Linked DNA regions of Cricetulus griseus: region 1 is linked to region 2. Evidence: chromatin contacts called from public Hi-C data. All regions are on one chromosome and are shown on one strand. Each heading gives the region's core, a stretch centred on a gene start, on an enhancer-like site or on the middle of the called end of the contact. The rest is flanking DNA. Distances are from core to core; before and after follow the strand shown.

Region 1 (6,445 bases), core at 3,853-6,352, 33 kb before region 2:
AAAAAGAAAGGATCCCTTGAGGAAAAGCTAGCTGTAGGTATTTCTGAGGTCTAGAATTAGTTTGTGACAGCATACACCAGGTAAGAATTTTCTGCACCTTTTCTCTGTCTCTACTGTCCTACTCAAGCTCTGGAGAGATGAGGGCTAGAAAATTAGGAGGAGAGGTACATGGGCCAACAGAAGCATCTGTTGAGCTCTACTGTTTCCCCACTGAGCATGACCACCTGCAACCAAGTAAAGCTAGGAGACAAGAAAAAACATGCCTTGTGAAGTTTCACATTTTAAAAATTAATTCAAGGGGCTGGCTCAGTGGTAAGAGCACTTGCTGCCCTTGCAAAAGACCTGGGTTTGAGTCCCAGTACCCACTTAGTGCGCAGACATACATACAAACAAGCATAAAAAACAATAAAATAAATAAATATAAAATTATAAAAAATTAATCTGGGCTGTTGTACACCCATAATATCAAGCCTTGAGAGGCAAAGGCAAGAAAATCAGAAAGGCCATCCTTAACTATATAATGAGTTCAAGATCAACCTGAGGTATGTGAAACCCTGTCTCAAAAAAACAACCAAACAGAAGATCCCAATTTCATTAGTAATTCTTAATTACTAAAATTGAAGCTAAAGTGATACACATCAGTTGCTACCTAAAAATAACAAGAAATTTTGTGGAACTCAGAGTCAAAGAGATAGTCAGAGGTAAGCATGTTTTAATTTGTTTTAGATGGAGTCTACCAGCATAGCCCAGGCTGGCCTGGAACTTGTGATCCTCCTGCCTCAGTTTCTCATGTCCTAGAATTATAGGTATATAGCATTATATTTAGCCACTAGATGGTTTTATCCCTCACTCCACAATTCCATTCTTTACAGGCTCTAGTAAAATAGACACTCTTAGAGTTTGCTAATTAGATCTATAAATTTGCTCCATTTGAGCCACTATCTTAGCTGCATCTGTCTCAAAGTACAATTTGAATATAGAATGTTCCAGGGCTTTCTGGAAATTTCACTCTCTATCCCATCATATTCATTCACATATACAGTAAACAGTTATTGGGCATCATGAATTGGGTGCTGGTCTAGATTCTGCAGATACAGTGAAGGGGGAAAAAACCAAAGATTTCTGAAGCATGGAGCACGTACCCTAGTGGCAGTAACCATGACAACATCACCCAATGTCCATTTTCTGCTGATGATAATATAATACCATGAACTAGGGTATGTTTACAGTTGTGTTAAGAGAAGCTTGGTTTGAAATAAACACAGAAACACACACGGACAAATAATTTTTCAAATCTGTGGGCAGGAACAGGAATGGTGGTGCAGGCTTTGAATTCTAGCACTCAGACAGATTGCTGTGAGTTCAAGGCTGGCTGACATAGCAAGTTCCAGGGCACCCAGGTCTACACGGTGAGGCTCTGTCTTAAAAAAAAAAAAAATCTATAGACAGGTTTTTTGGCGCAGAATAAATAGCTAGTGTAATGACCTAACCTAAGAGTAAACTTTGTGAGCAAAAGAAGTCTGCTATCTAAAAACACAGCAAAGGGATGGATAGTTAGATATGGTTGGGACAGTGGACAGTTTTAAATTCCATTTGAAAAGAGTTTGCTCGGGCTTCTTTTATAAAGAATAGGGCTAAGGGATAGAGAGATGGCTCAGCCATTACAGGCTAGGCCTACAGCCAAGAATATAAGAGAATAGTGGTACAAAGAAGAGAATAATGGTACAAAGGTGACATCAGGAGGACTATGAGGCAAGTTTATTTCCCTATGTATGGTACAATGGTAGTGAGGACTAAGGCCATAGCAGTCGGGGGGGGGTGTCAATGAATAAATAGAGAGTATATTTCATTCTCCTTTATTTTATGTATATGAGTGTTTTACCTGCTTGTCTGTACATCATGTGCATACCTAGTACCCATAGAAGTAGAAGGCATCGGATCCCTGGGGGAAAGAACTGGAGTTACAGACATGTGAGCTGCCATTACAGACATGTGGGTGCTGGGAACCAAACCCAGGTCCTCTGGAAGAATAGTCAGTGACTAAGAGCTGAGCCACCTCTCCAGCTCCCATAAACAGAGGGGAGATGTTCTAAAGAGGGATCCAAGGACCTCTGAGGATTGGCTATGGAAAATATAGGCAACAATGTATCTATATCACTGATTTGCTCATCACCTGCCTCTCTAGTAAACAAGAATATTGAATCCTTTGCTTACTAGCCTTCCCACACAGTTCCGGCCAAGGAGTGGACCTACGTGGCAGTAGTTGTACCAGCTGATTCCACTACCCATAGCCATACCTGGCCACTCACTGTGGTTTTTGTCTCTGAGAAACTGAGTCAGTGATATAACAGGAGGGAAAAAAGGTCATGTAATGGGCTACAGCAATGGCTGTTCTTCAGAGGATCCCAGTTTGATTTTCATTTGAGGTGTACAACCTGCAGAACTTACTGATTAAGTAGGGAGTAGGTTAAGGGAAAATAATTAGGATCACTCCTAGCATCCTAAGTGCTATATATTCCCCTGTCTTAGTTAGGGTTTCTATTGCCACTGCAAAACCCCATGACCAAGAAGCACTTTGTGGAGGAAAGGGTTTATTCAGCTTATACTTCAGCATTGCTGTTACCACTGAAGGAAGTCAGGACAGGAACTCAAACAGGGCAGGAACCTGGAGGCAGGAGCTGATACAGAGGCCATGGAGGGTGCTGCTTACTGGCTTGCTCCTCATGGCTTGCTCAGGCTGCTTTCTATAGAACCCAAGACTGTCAGCACAGGGATGGCACCACCCCCCAAGGCTGGGTCCTCCCCCATTGACCAGTAATCGAGAAAATGCCTTATAACTGGATCTCATGGAGGCATTTCCTCAACAGAGGCTCCTTCCTCTGAGAGACTTTAGTTTGTGTCAAGTTGACACATAAGAACAGCCCCAAACCACTTTGTAAGTATCTTAAAATATTTGAGGCTGGAACTGCAGGGCTTGGGAAGTGTTCCTTACTTATTGGTTTATGTCAGTAGCAAATAAGGTCGTGAAGGAAAAGGTACAGAGTGAGCTGGTCCTGTGACTGACTGTTCCAGGTTTCTGGGAGGCTGTTAACAGTGTGGACCTAGCCCATGTAAACTGAAGCTGCCTGTGTGTTCTGACTATCCACCCCTGAGGACAGCATTCTCTGTCTACCTCAGACGATGTCTTATGAAACCCAACTCAGAAAGCCCCTCTTTCTACTGGACTGAAACAGTGCTTGTCTGTTTTTGAGTATCTGCTTTATTCTTTATGCAGAAGACTATGTATTTTGTGTTTTTCTTCTGACACGTGCTGGTCACTTTAAAATGGAGGACTCAGTTTCTGAAACGACATGACCTCTTATTTTTTTTTATTATTTTTAAATTTTATGTGTGTGGGTGTTTTGTCTGCATGTATGTCTATGCACCACGTGCATGAAGAAAGACCTGGGTTCAATTCCTAGCATCCACATTGTGGCTCACAATCACCTATAACTCCACTTCCAATGGATCTCTAATCTAATGCCCTTTGCTGGCTTCTGCGGGCACTAGGTGCCTTCTCGTGGCTCCCCCTGCTGGAAGACAACCAACTCTCTCCAATTCACCCTCATGCAAACTTGACTTCCAAAATTCTTACTTGATCTTGCCTGCCTCTACATAAAGTACTTTAATGGGGCAGCATATGGTAATTTTTTTTACTTTATGTCCATTGGTGTTTTGCCTGAATGTATGTCTATGTGAGGGTGTCAGATCTTGGATTTACAGACAATTGTGAGTTACTATGTGGGTGCTGGGAATTGAACCCAGGTCCTTAGGAAGAACAGCCAGTGCTGTTAACCGCCGGGCCATCTCTCCAGCCCGTTGGTGTACATTTTTAATAACAGCACTGGAAAGGCAGAGGCAGCAGATCTCTGAGTTTGGGCCAGCCTGCTGTACAAAGTAAGTTCTAGGCCAGCCAGAGCTACATAGTGATACCCTGCTTTAAAAAAATAAAAAAAAAAGACTTTTATTGTCTCTCCATCATTTACAGGTGAGCCCTGAGTCATTATAAAGTCTCCATCATTCAAGCCTGCCCAACTATCTCTTCCCCGGCTCCACCTCTTCTCACCCCTCAGTGCTATCAGTTGTTCGGCCCCTTTGTCTTTCCACACATGCTGATTCCCTCTACAACAGTTTTTGTGCTTGCTTGCTTGCTTGCTTTTGCTTTGCTTTTTGAGACTATGTCTGTAGCTTTGTCTGTCCTGGAACCCACTATATAGACCAGGCTTGCCTAGAACTCACAGAGATCAGCCTGCCCCTATGAAATTAAACGCATGTGGCACCAAGCCCGACAAACTTTTACCTCTCATTCTTTAAAGCTCAGTCCCCAGGCTTTCTGTGACTGTGTGGCTAGGATACATTAGCACTCTGAGCACACTGTGACTTATCTGCTTCCTTGGCTGGCCCACCAAGCTGCGCTTCCTAAAGGGCAGGGTCTCAGACTCTCATCATTTCTAGAATGGCTGCTGCCTACTGGGCTTCCCGAGCAGCAGGGAAGCACCGGCGTCCTTCGCCAGCCCAGCCCGAGCTGCCCTCGAGGCAGGAGGAGTAAGCGTCCCAGGTTTCACCCCTGGCTGTGCTGTGCATGGGCTACTTTGAAAATCCCAAAGCCCGAGTGCGAGATCCCCTCCCCCGCCCACACCACACCCCGGGGGCCGAATCCACTGATCTCGAGGGAGGCCAGACTTTCGCATTTTGTCCTTGTTCGTTCTGTCTGTCTGTCTGTCTGTCTGTCTGTGTTTTGTTTTGTTTGTTTTACATTTCTTCACGATGCTCTCCTGGAATGCACAGCGAGGCTCGCGGGTGAGGCCGATGCTGGAGGCGGGCCGCACGCACCCGCCCGCGAGGCCCCGCAGTCTGCGCACCCGGCTCCTCCAGCTCGAGCGCAGGGCGGCGCCGCCCCGCGGCCGCCGGCTCCGGGCGAGGCTGTGCGCGTGACTGGCGTCGGGCGCAGCGCGCCGCCGCCGGGGAGGTGGGCGCGCTCACGGGCTTGGCGGGCCGAACCAACGCGCTCCGCGGAGGGGCCGCACGAGGGCTGCCCAGAGCGGACCATCCGCACCACGCCTGCAGGGGGCGCCGGGCGTTACCAACGCCGAGCCGAGGGGAGCGGACCGGAGCGCCGGCGTGGGCTGCCCCGCGACCCCGGGAGGCGCCGGGAGGCGCGAGACGACGCCACCCGCGCGGAAGGACACGGCTGAGGTGAGCAGCGAGGTAGGCGCGCCTCTCCCCGGGCTAGCGGGACCCTGGACTCCCACTGTCTCTACATTGCGAGGGGTCCCTCGGGAAGGAGCCTCGGCCTGCCCACCCACCCTGCCCCACAGCCAGGCGCTCGGCCTGCCCGTCCCGCCCCGCCCCGCCCTTGCGCCTCCCGTCTGCACCCTCTGGTCCCCGGCTCTGCTGCAGACCCTGCTGTTCGGAGGTCCAAGGAACCCTCAGAAACCCAGCACCAGCCAGCCCCCTTTGAGCACCACCCCAAGCTCATCCCCAACTGTCTCCTCAAACTGTCCCCCTTCCCCGAGACGCCCGGACTGGCTCGTGCCAGCCATCGCTGAACCCACCACATCTGTGTCCTCCCGGTGGGAGCACAGCTGCCTGCCTGTCTTCTCTGGCAGTGACCGCAGCGGGTCCTCTGCGCCCTTCGTCCCTCCGGCTCCTGATTCCCCAAATTGGTCCTTGCCCAGAGCCAGCTTCAGTCCTCTCTCATTCTCACCCCATTTTACCTGGGGGAAACCTTTAGTTCGCTGCTGCCCCGTTACTGCACTCACCTGCCGTGAAGGACAAAGTGATCCAGTTGTCATAGATTAGCTGTGGATCGCCAGGGTGGCCCTTCGGACACTGAGAGGGCCATTCACTGCTTATCTTTGTTTCCCCAGTCCCCAGCACAGTGCCTGGCACATAGTAGCACGAATTAAATACACTATGGTCAGATAAATGGATAAATGAGACCAATGCAGGGACTATGGGGCAGGAAAGGTGTGTCCGGTTACATAAAGAAGAAAGGGGTATCATTTAGGGGATTAGTTCAGTCTTTCAGTCTAGGAATATACAGAATGTATCACCTTTCCATTCCTTCCTCCAGATTCGTTTGCATTAGGTCTGTGTACCTGCTGTCTATGTTATTTTTGTTTTTGTTTTTAAGGCGGTCTTGGGACTGCAGAGAATCTTATTGGTTAGTTCCTTAGAGGCTACACAGATAATCTTGAAAGAGCTTTGCCAGGGTTACAGTTTCTCTTCCTTGGAGACTAGCTTGCTCCCCCTGGGAAGAACTCTAGAGCCAGTCCCAGCCCTTAAATCTGACTCTGTAGCAGGTGAACTGGTGCTTCAGGCGGGTTGAAAAAGTGAAGGACCTTGGTTAGGTTCAGGGTTCAGGGACTTATTTTTGGCCCAGGCTTTAAGGAAACTAGGCGGT
Region 2 (6,779 bases), core at 3,535-6,034:
TTAAAATCTAAGAAATCAGTGATATCAAGGGTTCAGTTAAACGATTAAATATGAGGCAGTAAATGAGGCATTTAGAGCCAGAATAGGTAAAGGGGAAAATAGGGCTCGGAAGGGAGAGAGGAGACTAGTAGATCAGAAAAGATTCGACATGGAGAGAGAGTCAGAGAGAGAGGAGGGGCCTGACTCTGACAGCTCAGGAAACTGAGTTTGAAAGAGGTCGTTCCTTCACAGGGTGGCCAAGAGAGAACTTTAGCTTATCAGAGGTAAAACTTGGATAGAGGAGACTTTCCAGGGAATCCCAATAGTGAAGGTTCTAGGCTAAAGCAAAGCCAATTGGGGCCTAAAGGTTCCAACCACTGGTCGAAAGCATCAGGATTGTCTTGGGCCCCATGTTTGCCAAATCTGTGTAAGGTTATGATAGAGCGATGCAGTGGGGATAAAAGTGGCCACCACCCCGTGTAGGAGGGAGAGGTTGGCGTCAGCCATGCTTGCAGTCACCTACTGTCCCCTCCTCCTGTGTTTATGAAACTCCATTACAGAAGTAAGAATAGGAAGGATATGTAGCCCACAGTGGTCAGAGGGATAAGCATTCTGGGATTCACAGGGGAGAAAAAGAAAAGGCCAGTGCGGCAGTCCTTGGTCAGCTGGCTCACTGCGTTTTAAAATGCATGTCTTACAGTTACAGCTAATTTCTATGAGCATATGACACATGTCCAGTTTCTTCTCCTCATCTGTAACCCTGTATGCTGTAGCTGGGCTTCCCCTCAGTGCCTTGTACTCTCCAGACATCCTATGTGGTTTTTCTTAGTTATGTCACTATTTCACCTTGTGTGCCTGTGTGTGTGTGCGTGTGTGTCTGCATGTTTGTGTGCATGTATGCATGTGTATATGTATGCCTGTGTCTGTGTGTCTCTGTGTGTGTGTCTGTGTTTGTATGTACATGTGTATGTGCCTGTGTGTGCATGTGTATTTACATGTGTGTGTGTGTGTGTGTGTGTGTGTGTCCATATATGTGTGTATTTGTCTGTGAGTGTGCATGTGTGTGTTTATCTGTGTGCGTGTGTGTGTCTGTGTGTGTGTGTGTGTCTAACTGTGTGTGCATGTGCCTGTGTCTATGTGACTAGTCATTATTTACTGCACAGAAGAGAATGGGAAGCCTGGGAGGTTTCTCAGCAGGTGAAGACACCCGTGCTACCAAACTTAAAGGCCTGAGTTCACTCCCTGGCCCTCGCATGGTGGAAGGAGAGAACAGACTCCCACAGATTGGCCTCTGACCTCCATAAAAATGCTGTGGCACACACACACACACAACCACACACTCTCTCTAAATAATTTTTAAAGGGGGAGGAGCATGTTGTCCCTGAGTCCCCCATACCATCATATGTGGTATTAAAGGAGGCCTGGCCCTTTGTTGCAGTTGGATACACAGTGATGGTAAAATGAACAGAGAGCCCAGGACCTGGACCTGTGTGCGGCAGAAAGTGTGGCAGCACCTCCTATGTTGTTGGACCTGTGCTGTCAGACCCCTGTGCTGTCAACGCCATCTTGACCCAGAGTTTATTCCTCTTGGACTCCTGTCCATCTGAAAGTAGTTTGGGGAAGGGCCTATCCCTGATTTCCAGGGAGGTGACATTAGGTTCCCTTTCTTTCCCTTTCTCCAGGTGCCAAGCTCTCCTGATGAAATGTGTTCTGCCCCACTGGGCTCCAAAGGCAGTGTTTGGTGCTGTTGATGCCCTTGTTCGAACTTTCCAGAATGGATAGCCCCCCTAAGCTGACTGGAGAGACCCTCATCGTCCACCATATCCCCTTAGTGCACTGTCAGGTCCCCGACAGACAGTGCTGTGGTGGGGCAAGCGGAGGTAGTGGGGGCTCAAGACCCAATCCCTTCTGCCCACCCGAGCTGGGCCTCACTCGTTCTGACCAGGACCTGGGACAAGCTGACTCCCTGCTGTGCAACAGCCTGCCCTCTGCTCCGGGGGCATCTACACGGTCTGCAGACAGCAGCAGCAAGAGTAGGAGTCGGGATGGCAGAGGCCCTGGAGCTCCCAAACGGCACAATCCCTTCGTGGTGCAGGAAAGTGTGGGAGAGACAGGACTTGGTGACCTGTATGATGACAGCACTGTTGACAGTGCCATCCAGCAGTCCTTCCACCTGCATAGCACCAGCCAGCCCACCTTCCATCTGTCTTCTTTCCAGCCACCACCATCTGGCCCTAGCCTGGGCAGGCCATGGGGTGCAACGCGCAGTCGGCCTGGAGTGGTGGAGGGGCAGGAGCAGCAGCCAGCAACAAGCTTGGGTGCCCAGCAGGGCAGCACTAGCCACTGCTGCCGACCAGAGCTGGACTCTGAGGCCATGGAGCTAGATGGGTGTGGAGGACCTGGCGGCAGTGGCAGCGGAGGGGGAGCCAGCGACCCCTCTGCCTTTTCCTTTGACCAAGAGTGGAAGCTCAGTTCAGATGAATCCCCAAGAAACCCTGGACGCTCTGGTTCGGGAGCTCAGCATTGCCACTGCAGTAGCACGTCCAGTCAGTCCGAGGCCGCCGACCAGTCCATGGGCTATGTCAGCGACTCCTCCTGCAACAGTTCAGATGGCGTGCTAGTCACATTCAGCACCCTCTACAATAAGATGCATGGCAGCTCCCGCGCCAACCTCAACTCTGTCCCTCAATCCTGCAGTGACTCTTCTTTCTGCAGCCACTCAGACCCCGGAGCCTTTTACCTGGACCTGCAGCCCTCCCCAGCGGAGTCGAAAATGTCTTGTGAGTCCCACCACCCTGAAAATGGGGACAGGGAAGAGGGCTGTGGTTGTCCTCATGCCTCGTCTCCTGAGCTGGATGCCAACTGCAACTCCTACCGCCCACACTGTGAGCCCTGCCCAGCTGTGGCTGACCTCACAGCCTGCTTCCAGAGCCAGGCCCGCCTTGTTGTGGCCACACAAAATTATTATAAACTTGTCACCTGTGACCTGTCATCGCAGTCCTCCCCAAGCCCAGCCGGCTCTTCTATCACCAGTTGCTCTGAAGAACACACCAAGATAAGTCCTCCACCAGGCCCTGGCTCAGACCCAGACCCAGACCCAGACCCCAGTCAGCCCTCTGAATATTACCTCTTCCAGAAGCCAGACACCCAGCCAGAGGAGCAAGAAGCAGTGAGTTTCTCAACAGAAGCAGCAACTGTCGCGGGCCCCACTGTACTTGAAGGGCAAGTGTACACAAATACTTCACCCCCCAACCTAAGCACCGGCCGGCAGCGCTCTAGAAGCTATGATCGAAGCCTGGAGCGCAGCCCCCCTGTCCGCCTGGGCTCGCTGGAGCGCATGCTAAGTTGCCCAGTGCGCTTAAGTGAGGGCCCTGCAGCCTTAGCTGGGTCTGCTTCCCCACCTAGGAGGGTTACCTCTTTCGCTGAGTTGGCTAAAGGCCGGAAGAAAGCTGCAGCAGGCTCCGGCTCCCCACCACTTCGGGTGAGCGTTGGAGATTCTTCCCAGGAGTTCTCACCCATCCAAGAAGCCCAACAAGATAGGGCAGGCCCACTTGATGAGGGCACTCGATGTAGCCATAGTCTGCCATCCATGCCCTTGGGGCCAAGTTTGGACCTCCTTGAACCCTGGTCCACCCAACTTTGTCAGGGCTCCCAGTCCAGCGAGATGCCACTTCCTAGCCTCAGAGCTGCAGGGCAGGGCGCATTGGCCCAGCTGATAGATGCCGGACCTGCTCTCCCAGGGAGCCCAGCCAACAGCCATACCCAGAGGGATGCAAGAGCTAGAGCTGACGGTAAGGAACCCAGAGAATACCGGGCTATGCATTCATTCCATGGACCTCTCTTTCCACAGGGTGGGGACAGGGAGGAGAGAGTACCAAATAGATAGGTCACTAGGATTTGGACACTGGTGTTCTAGGGAACCCTAAAGCCGGAAGGACAGGCCCTTAAACCAGAGCAGAATTACTGAGAGAGACAAGACGTGTGGTCATTTGTAGACATGCAGGAATTTATAGTGCTTGTGCCTCTGGAGGCTGGGGCTGGAGAACTGGTTGAGGCCAGCTAGCATGGGCAACAAAGTGAGACACCCCCCTCTTTAAGAAAACAAAACAAAACAAAACAGAAACCTCAGAACTGAACCTTGCCCTGACCTTTCAGCTCCCTAAAGTCCTTCATTATTTATTTCATTCCAAGTAATTTTTTACACCAAGGGCTATACCAGGGTGGTGCTAGTGAGATAATCTGTCCTGTCCTCGAGGGATCCCAACAAAGGACAGAAACAAAAAGCAGTCACTCAGATACAAAGGTGTCAGTGTAGGGTTTGAGTCCCCAAAAGAATAGCACAATTAGACCTGCCAGTCAGGGAAGGACTGAACAGCTCACATTTAAGCTCAGCCTGGAAGAAAAGTGAGGGTTAGAGTTTGTAGACTATCTTATAAGAACATTGTAGGCTCACACGAGAGTTGGAATCTGATGCTTTCCAGGAACTGCAGTAGACTAATTTAGCATAGCCGCTAGGATGGGGGTGAGCCACTGAAGAAGGATTTTCATCAGAAGAGTGGCTGTGTTGCTGTTATTGTTTGGTTTGGTTTTCCTTTTGCTTAATGGCACGTTTTAACTTGCTTCTTTAGAAGGATCCTTGGTAGTTTGGGTGAAGATGTGAAGTGAGAGACTTCCACATAGATTAAAAAGTTACTGGATTGAGTGATAGAGGATCTCTGTGAGTTCTAAGTAAGCCTTACTTAGTGATAACCCAGCCAGAGCAACACAGTGAGACCCTGGGGGTAGGGGAGGGAAGCAGTTAAAACTGATCATCCGGGAAGAATGTGTGGAATTACAACGTAAACACTTTGTTATTTAAGGGCTGAGCAGTGCAACCCTTGCTCTGGGCTTGATGGGACACATCCCATAATCCTAGCATTTAGGAAGTGAAGGCTGGAGAGTCAGAAGTTCAAGATTGGGCCAGTGAAATGGCCCAGCAGCCTGAGTTCAATCCCTGGAACTTAGATAACCATGAAAGGAAAGAACCAACTCCACAACGTTGTCATCTGCCTCCCACACTTGCACACAAGCATACAATGATAGGCATTTTAGCCAGGCCTGTTAACACACACCTTTAATCCCAGCACTCCTGTGGCAAAGACTGGTGGGTCTTGTGCCAGCTTGTTCTACATAGTGAGGTCCAATCCAGCCAAGGCTATATTGTCTCAAAAGGTTTAAAGCGGGTCTAGAGAGGTGACTTAGTGATTAAAGCACTTGCCAGGTATCACAGTATGCACCCTCAAAACCTGCAGATGCCACAGATGCCCGGTAGGTGCATCTGTAATTCCAATCTCTGATGGCAGAGATACCCAGAACATGCTAACTATCAAGACTGGCCATATCCATTAACTCTGGGTTTGATTGAGTCATCCTGCCTCAATGAATAAGGTAGATGAGTGATCAAGGATGATTCCCAGGATCAACTTGGGGCCTCCACATGTACTCATGCACATGCAAATGTTTACACATACATACACAGTACATAAACAAGAAACATGGAAAAGGAAAGAGAGAGGGGGAGAAAGAGAAACATAGAGGGGGCATTAAGGTGTTTTTGCTGTACTAAAAAATTTAAAGAATTTTTAATGCTTTTAATTTAAGTATTTTTATTAGATCAGTGAGATGGTTCAGCTGGGAAAGGCATTTGCCAACAGGTTGTTTGATCATGAAGTTCACATGGTGGAAGGTAAAAGTTGTCCACATGTCTCCTCCCATATACACAGGCAAATGTAAGGTTTGAAATATTTTTTATAACTATTTTGAGGCAGGGTCTTGTGCATCCCAGGTGGGTCTCAAACTGCATTGCCAAAGACAACCTTGAATTTTTGATCCTCGTGCCTCTGCCTCCTGCTGGGGTCATAGAAATGAACCTCTCTATTTATTCAGTCTTCAGGACTGACCAGGCCTTCCTGCATCACAAGGCAAGCGGTGGACTTTTATATCAAGGTAGTACGCTATTCCATAAGTCTCCAGTGAAATAGCACAGGTCTTGTCTCTTGATTGTACACACCCTTTTGAAAGTCAGTAAAATGAGTAGACAGTTCATTGAATTGTGGATGGCCCAGGAAAAACCAGTTTGAGAATGACAGGAAGAAGCTGAAATGCCTCCCAAGAGAGAACCAGAGCCACAGGGTCCACATTTAGTAAAAGGGTCTCATCAAATCCTGATAGAACAAAACTAAAAAAGCAGAGGCCAAAGTGGGATTTGATTTGTAAAGTCTCCTTGAGTTGATTTTGAGCATGTAACTGATTGCAGTCTGGTTAGTCAGCGACTTCAAGAGGTAAATGGCACAATGGTAAATGACGGGTGTGCTAGTAGATCCCAGACAGTTCCAGCCCCTCTGCTGAAACAGAGAGCACTCACTGGTTTCCCATGGAACTCTGGATGCTACCTTTTAAGAAGGAACTACGGAACTAGGTCTACTTCACCCAGACACACAACATGTTATGTGATCTCTGCCTTTAAATTTCTTAACAACCTTCTCATAGGAAAGTGAGAAAGCTTGTTTTGGGTGTTCCTGGTGGGGGAGGGGGTTGGTAGAACTAATTAACACCCATTCCTCAAGGTGGTCTCCCTTCTAAATTAATCTTATTCTTCTACCTCATGCAAGCAATATATTGGGAATAGCAGGGAGGACTTTGTTTTTGGAAGCAGGATCTCCCCCATGTAGCCCAGGCTAGCTTCAAATTTGAGCTTGCCCTGCCTCTGGCCCCCAAGTCCTGGGGATGATAGGCACATGCAGCAGAGGACATATTTTCTT

Evidence for each region. Hi-C and Micro-C count contacts between places; a contact is called where the count stands out from the background.
Region 1: a Hi-C map of fibroblasts shows a contact between it and region 2, with 3 times the contacts expected there. The contact joins the promoter of Rusc2 here to the enhancer-like site in region 2. A contact is called at or near these places in 6 of 8 Hi-C or Micro-C datasets (the CHK-Q cell line, the CHL-YN cell line, the CHO-K1 cell line and 2 more).

What each region holds. Positions count from the first base shown.
Region 1 is chr2:100,137,023-100,143,467 of CriGri-PICRH-1.0, reverse strand. Rusc2 (iporin) reads left to right here and starts at 5,102. Exons shown (of 12, transcript XM_027403246.2): 1 at 5,102-5,235.
Region 2 is chr2:100,103,141-100,109,919 of CriGri-PICRH-1.0, reverse strand. It overlaps Rusc2 (iporin), which reads left to right. Exons shown (of 12, transcript XM_027403246.2): 2 at 1,662-3,770. The coding sequence starts at 1,730. Among named protein-coding and RNA genes, the nearest start is that of Fam166b, 14 kb to the right of the region's middle. Within about 2 kb of position 4,784, at least 2 of the 6 cell types and tissues checked have open chromatin away from gene starts, as enhancers often do. A contact at or near this core is called in the CHO-K1 cell line and fibroblasts, where this site is marked.